2 separate regions of the Mus musculus genome follow, and region 1 is linked to region 2. Evidence: chromatin contacts called from public HiChIP or PLAC-seq data. All regions are on one chromosome and are shown on one strand. The core of a region is the stretch at or near the end of the contact, and the rest is flanking DNA. Distances in the headings are between cores, read along the strand shown. Region 1 has its middle 14 kb from the start of Gm39795. Region 2 overlaps Rabepk (Rab9 effector protein with kelch motifs).

Evidence for each region. HiChIP or PLAC-seq counts read pairs in DNA pulled down with a chosen protein or histone mark.
Region 1: a contact with region 2 is called in an H3K4me3 HiChIP or PLAC-seq map of bone marrow-derived macrophages, with 4 times the contacts expected there. The contact joins two enhancer-like sites. A contact is called at or near these places in 2 of 39 promoter capture datasets (liver and pre-B cells), 1 of 484 Hi-C or Micro-C datasets (neutrophils) and 3 of 115 datasets of contacts at active chromatin or transcription factors (bone marrow-derived macrophages, embryonic limb bud and pancreatic cancer cells).

Annotation. Positions count from the first base shown.
Region 1 is chr2:35,258,641-35,261,340 of GRCm38.p6, reverse strand. It overlaps a transcript of Gsn not described here. Among named protein-coding and RNA genes, the nearest start is that of Gm39795, 14 kb to the left of the region's middle. Within about 2 kb of position 1,435, at least 86 of the 459 cell types and tissues checked have an H3K27ac peak or open chromatin away from gene starts, as enhancers often do. A contact at or near this core is called in bone marrow-derived macrophages, where this site is marked.
Region 2 is chr2:34,789,009-34,791,719 of GRCm38.p6, reverse strand. Rabepk (Rab9 effector protein with kelch motifs) reads left to right here. Exons shown (of 8, transcript NM_145522.4): 4 at 1,065-1,217. Among named protein-coding and RNA genes, the nearest start is that of Rabepk, 9.5 kb to the left of the region's middle. Within about 2 kb of position 1,274, at least 93 of the 459 cell types and tissues checked have an H3K27ac peak or open chromatin away from gene starts, as enhancers often do. A contact at or near this core is called in bone marrow-derived macrophages, where this site is marked.

The sequences.
Region 1 (2,700 bases), core at 186-2,685, 470 kb before region 2:
ACTTGGCTGTGCAAAAGATTTGTTGAGAGAATGAACTGAAGTCTAATGTTTTAGGAAAGTGGTCCCTGGATCAGAAGTCTAGAACAGCTAGACTTTAGATACCCAGCTACAGTACTCCTTCAAGAATACCATTTCCCCACCAAGTGTGCTAGGAACAGGGACCACTGTTATTCTTCCTGAGTAACAATTTGGCAAAATGTAACAAAAGCTATAAAACACATCACAACTGAGCCAGGAGCTCCATTTGTAATAATGAAGGAAGAACTCAGGGGCAAGCAGTAGCTCGGTGGGTGGAAGCATTTACTGCAAGACTCATGACCCCCAGGGTGGAGAGAATATATTCCATAAAGTTGTCTTCTGACCTCTGTTCCCCTGCCTTGGCATGTACACACACACACACACACACACACACACAAATGTAAATAAAAATTTTTAAAGAACATATTAAAAAATTGCTCACTAGGATGGACTTACTCCATGGACAGGCAATGGACAGATAACAATTATATACACATAAAAATAATGAAATAAATCTTTTTTAAGAAGGAAAATACAGGAAGGAAACATACCAAATTTTGTAGTGGTGGCAGTTATGGATAGTTCTTTGGTTTTGTTTAGTTGGTTTTGGTTTTATCCTTTAAAAGAAATTCATTTTCCAAATTTTCTATCACAAGCTCTTGTTACCATGAGGAAGGAAGGCCCATGAAGAGATGAAGCACATCCCCCAGTCAGGCCACTAAGCCACCCTGCAAATTTAATTAGTATTTACTCAGCCCAGCCCAGCCACAGCCACAGCCTCTACAACAGAGAAATCAAGAGCCCCACCCTCAAGGCTGACTTACATGGAATATATATATCTTTTGCTTGATAAGTACTTGAACCAAATGATAGATCTGTTGAGGTTGGAAAGTAACGAGACACCCTTTGCTTAACCAACTTAGCAAAATAAAGGAAGCCCACTCCCTCCAGCCAGGCTCCCTCATAACAGTTTCCCACCAGGCTCCATGGCTCAGACCCTTCTGGAGTCTTCTCAAAAAAGCCAGATTAGGAGAGACAATAACCAGAAAAAATAAAAAAATAACAAAACAAAGCCGAAAACTGATCAGATATGTTGGGACACAATTTTAATACCAGCATTCAGGAGCAGAGGCAAGTGGATCTCTCTAAGTTCCGGGCCAGCCTGATCTACAGAGTGAGTTTTAGGATAGCTGGAGTCCATTAAAAAAGCACGCCGGCACCAAACCTTACCCTTCGTTTTGTCAGCGCACAGACAGGGACCCCAACCCAGGCTTTTAGCTGCCTAGCCTCACCCACCACACCCTCTGCTTTTCTCTCCCCTACCCTGCAATTGCCCCTGTGGTCCAAGGCAGGGCAGGAGCAAGTAGGCACGTCTCTCAAGAAGAGGGGGAGGGGAAGTCAGAGGCAGAAGGAACTAAGCCTGCCTGTGGTCTCCAAGTTCACAAACCACATCAGGCTGAAATATGACACACGCTCATTCAGCTGGAAGGAAGGAGATATTTTTACTTAACCTCCCTCGGCTGCCTAAACATTGATGGCCCAGCTACCCCCACCCCCACCCCCCACCACCACACGTAACTCCTGGGACCCGCTTTTCTCTGCTTCAGCCCACATTTTCTTACAAGGTAACAGGGCGACTCCCTTTCCAGCGCTTCTTGGGGATGTCTAAGAGTTTGTCAAACAGTAGAAAGGAAGAATGCAGTTCTGGCTGGGTGCCCAGCTAACAAAAGACCTTGCCTGGGTCCAGGAGCATTAATTTCCTAAAAATAGATAGGAGACTGATCCACACTCTGCAGACCTGTTGATGGTAAAGAACATATGTGTTTATAAATAGTCCCGAGGCCTCTCCAGCGTTCCCGAACTGTGCATGCCAAGGCCCCAGCACACATGTAACAGCTGCAGGCGAGGGCAGGGGAGGGGGGAGGCACATCTGTATCTCCAGGGCTGAAGTCAGGGGACTAGAGAGACCCGTAGATCCCTGGAGCTCCTTGGCCAGTCAGCCTACTGAATTGCTGAACACCAGGTTCACAGAGGGGCCAGAGAAATGGCTAAGCAGAGTGACCACTTCCTACACACACCTGATGACCAGAGTTTGGTTCCCAGGACCCAAGTAAAGGTGGAAAGGGAGATGGACTCTACAAAGCTGTTCTCAGACTTCCATGTGTGTGCCCACACACATATATCACACACCCACACAGTAATAATAAATTAATAGCAAATACAAACGTAATAAAAAATAAAGTAAAAAGTGATAGGAGATGTTTGGAATTGACCTCTGGCCTCTGTGAATGCACTGATGGATGCACACCAGAGTACACACATGCACACACGTGCACACACACACATACACACACACACACACACCTAAGCTATCACTTGTAATTTCTCTTTCATTCTCTTGCCCTCTAACTTATCACCTCCAGTCAGCAAATACTCAAAAATTGTGGGCTGGGGCCAGAAGAGTTTCCTTGAAGAAAACCAGAGATCAATGTCTCAGCAAAGCGCTACAGGCCTGAATGATACCATCTCTATGGCCAGACAACATGTCATCTAAGAGCCAAATTTCCCTTCTGGAGTTAGGGGGAGGAACCCACAGGCTCCAGATGACCAGGAAACACCACGTCCTCCCTCCTGTGTACAGTTCTCCCTGTAACAGTGCGTGTCCTTGCACAGACCACTGTT
Region 2 (2,711 bases), core at 25-2,524:
GTTCTCTAACCTCCACACAGGAGCTGTGACACAAATGTACACACAAATACACACAAACACACAGAAACACGCACACACAGAATAAATAGAATGTAATTAGAACATTTTTAATTGCCGTAGTTGGGCTTCTCATGATAATTTTCAGAGCATCAATACTCTTGCATAGGTACATCACAATCATTTAGACCTGGGGTGTCACCTCTCGCTGAGGCTCCCAGCCACAGTTACCACAGACTCTTGTTTATACTGTCCAGATACTTGAAACTCTACTCCCAGCATGAGGCAAAAAAAGATGCCTTGACTCTTTTAGATACCAAGGAGCTTCCCTTCCAGCTCAGTTATGTCACGTCTGTCTGTCAGTCCATCCTAGCCTCCAGTTCTCTATGTAGCCCAGACTGGCTTCATACTCACAGTCCTTCTGCCTCCACTTTCCATGTTTTGGGATCCTGGACTTGTGCCACCATGCCAGCAGCTATCAAGTGCCATAGTGACCTTAGCAAGGCCATCTGAACCCCAGTAGCCTATTAAATAGAGGTACTAACCAGCTTCATTTACAGTTTTGATTAGCTAACAGTGTGATGCCTGTAAGGTCCTACATTCGTGACTTGCTAACTAAAAGGATGAGCTAGTTTTGGCATTGTTACTCTATTTGCCCAGAGATTTGTTAAGGAGGGGGTGGGGGGAGGAAGGGAGGGAGGGAGATTTCATAGAATCCAGGAGTGTTCTGCAGAATCTAAAAACAAAAAGTCGTAGCCCACACTGATGAGAGTGGAAACTAGATCCAAGTGGCCCGTGTCAGCCAAGTCCCATTAGTTACAAGTAGAAAGTTAGTGTCAGACATATGTCACTGGACTCTGAACGGGGAAGAAGAGACAGTTTCCATGAAAGAGGTACATGGACCAGGTAGACAGCCTGCAGGCGTGCACTAGAGACCACATCAGAGTTTGATCCTGCTCCCTTTGTGGTTGGTTGCTTATGATTTTGCCTCTTTCCACTGCCCTGGTAATCCAACCAGAATTACCAGCTGACAGCCCTAATCTAAGGATCGCATAAATGTTTTCTAGGAACACACCAGTGGGACACGGCCACCAGGGAGGGCCTCTTGCCTCGGTACGAGCATGCCAGCTTCCTTCCCTCCTGCTCTCCTCACAGCATCTGGGTGTTTGGAGGTGCAGACCAGTCAGGAAATCGAAACTGTCTGCAAGTCATGAGTCCTGGTGAGTAGACACAGGTTACTTTCTTTTTATCGCTGTGATGGGTTGAATGCGCTTGGTTCAGGAAGTGGCAGTATGAGGAGGCGTGGCCTTGTTAGAGTAGGTAGGGCCTTGTTGGAGGAAGTATGTCACTGTGGGTATGGGCTTTAAGACCCTCTTCCTAGCTGCCTGGTAGCAGCCTTCAGATAAAGATGTAGAGCTCTCAGCTCCACCTGTACCATGTCTCCCTAGATGCTACCATGCTCCTTCTTTGATGATAATGGACTGAACCTCTGAACCTGTAAGCCAGCCTTAATTAAATATTGTCCTTCTAAGAGGCATAGTGTCTGTTCACAGCAATAAAACCCTAACTAAGACAATCGCACACTATGAATGCAGTTACGTTACAGTACATTGAATTGCTGTTGCCCTAACTAACCTATTTTACTTTGCTGACCTCTTAGAAATAGGAATTTATGGATTTTTTTATTTGTGTGGCTGTGTGTGCATGAGAGAGAGATCGTATGCAGTCTGTGGTGTCCACGTGGAAGCCAGAGGATGACTGTGGAAATCAGTTCTCCCTTTTTACCATGTGGGGTCCAGGGATCAAACTCTCCAGGGTAGCTCTGGTTTCATAACCTGCTCTCTGGCGATGGAATTATAGGAGTGTTTCATGTCTGACGGGACTGAATTGTCTTTCGTGTCGAGTATGAAATTTCTTTGTAGTGTTTGAAAAGTATCTACTTGGGGCTGGTGAGATGGCTCAGTGGGTAAGAGCACCCGACTGCTCTTCCGAAGGTCCAAAGTTCAAATCCCAGCAACCACATGGTGGCTCACAACCACCCGTAATGAGATCTGATGCCCTCTTCTGGAGTGTCTGAAGACAGCTACAGTGTACTTACATATAATAAATAAATAAATCTTTAAAAAAAAAAAAAAAAAAAGAAAAGTATCTACTTAGACGGCCATTGAAGTGGTTTGAGTGTTTGTAACCCACCATGCCCTTCCTCTGTGGAATGCAAATGCTTTTAAAAAACATATTATTTTATTTTATTTTATGTATATGAATACTTTGCCTGCATGTATGTCTGTGTCCCAGGTGTATCAGTGTCCAAGGATGTCAGAAGAGGGAATCAGATCCCCCCAGAACTGGAGGTGCTAGGAACCAAAGGCTGTAGAAGAGCAGTGTTCTCATTCTCTCTCTCTCTCTCTCTCTCTCTCTCTCTCTCTCTCTCTCTCTCTCTCTCTCTCCCCCCCCCATCCCTAGCTGTCATAGATTAGAGCTCACTCTGTAGACTAGGCTGGCCTCGAACTCACAGAAACCCACCTGCCTCTACCTCCCTCTGTGCTGGGATTAAAAGCATATACCACCACTACTCTCTTTTCTTTTGTTTGTTGTCTGTCTGTCTGTTTTTGAGTCTGAGTCTCACTATGTAGCCCTGACTGGCTGGCCTAGAATTCTTTATGTAGATCAGTGTGGTCTCAAACTCTCAGTGATCCTCCTGCCTCTGCTCCTGA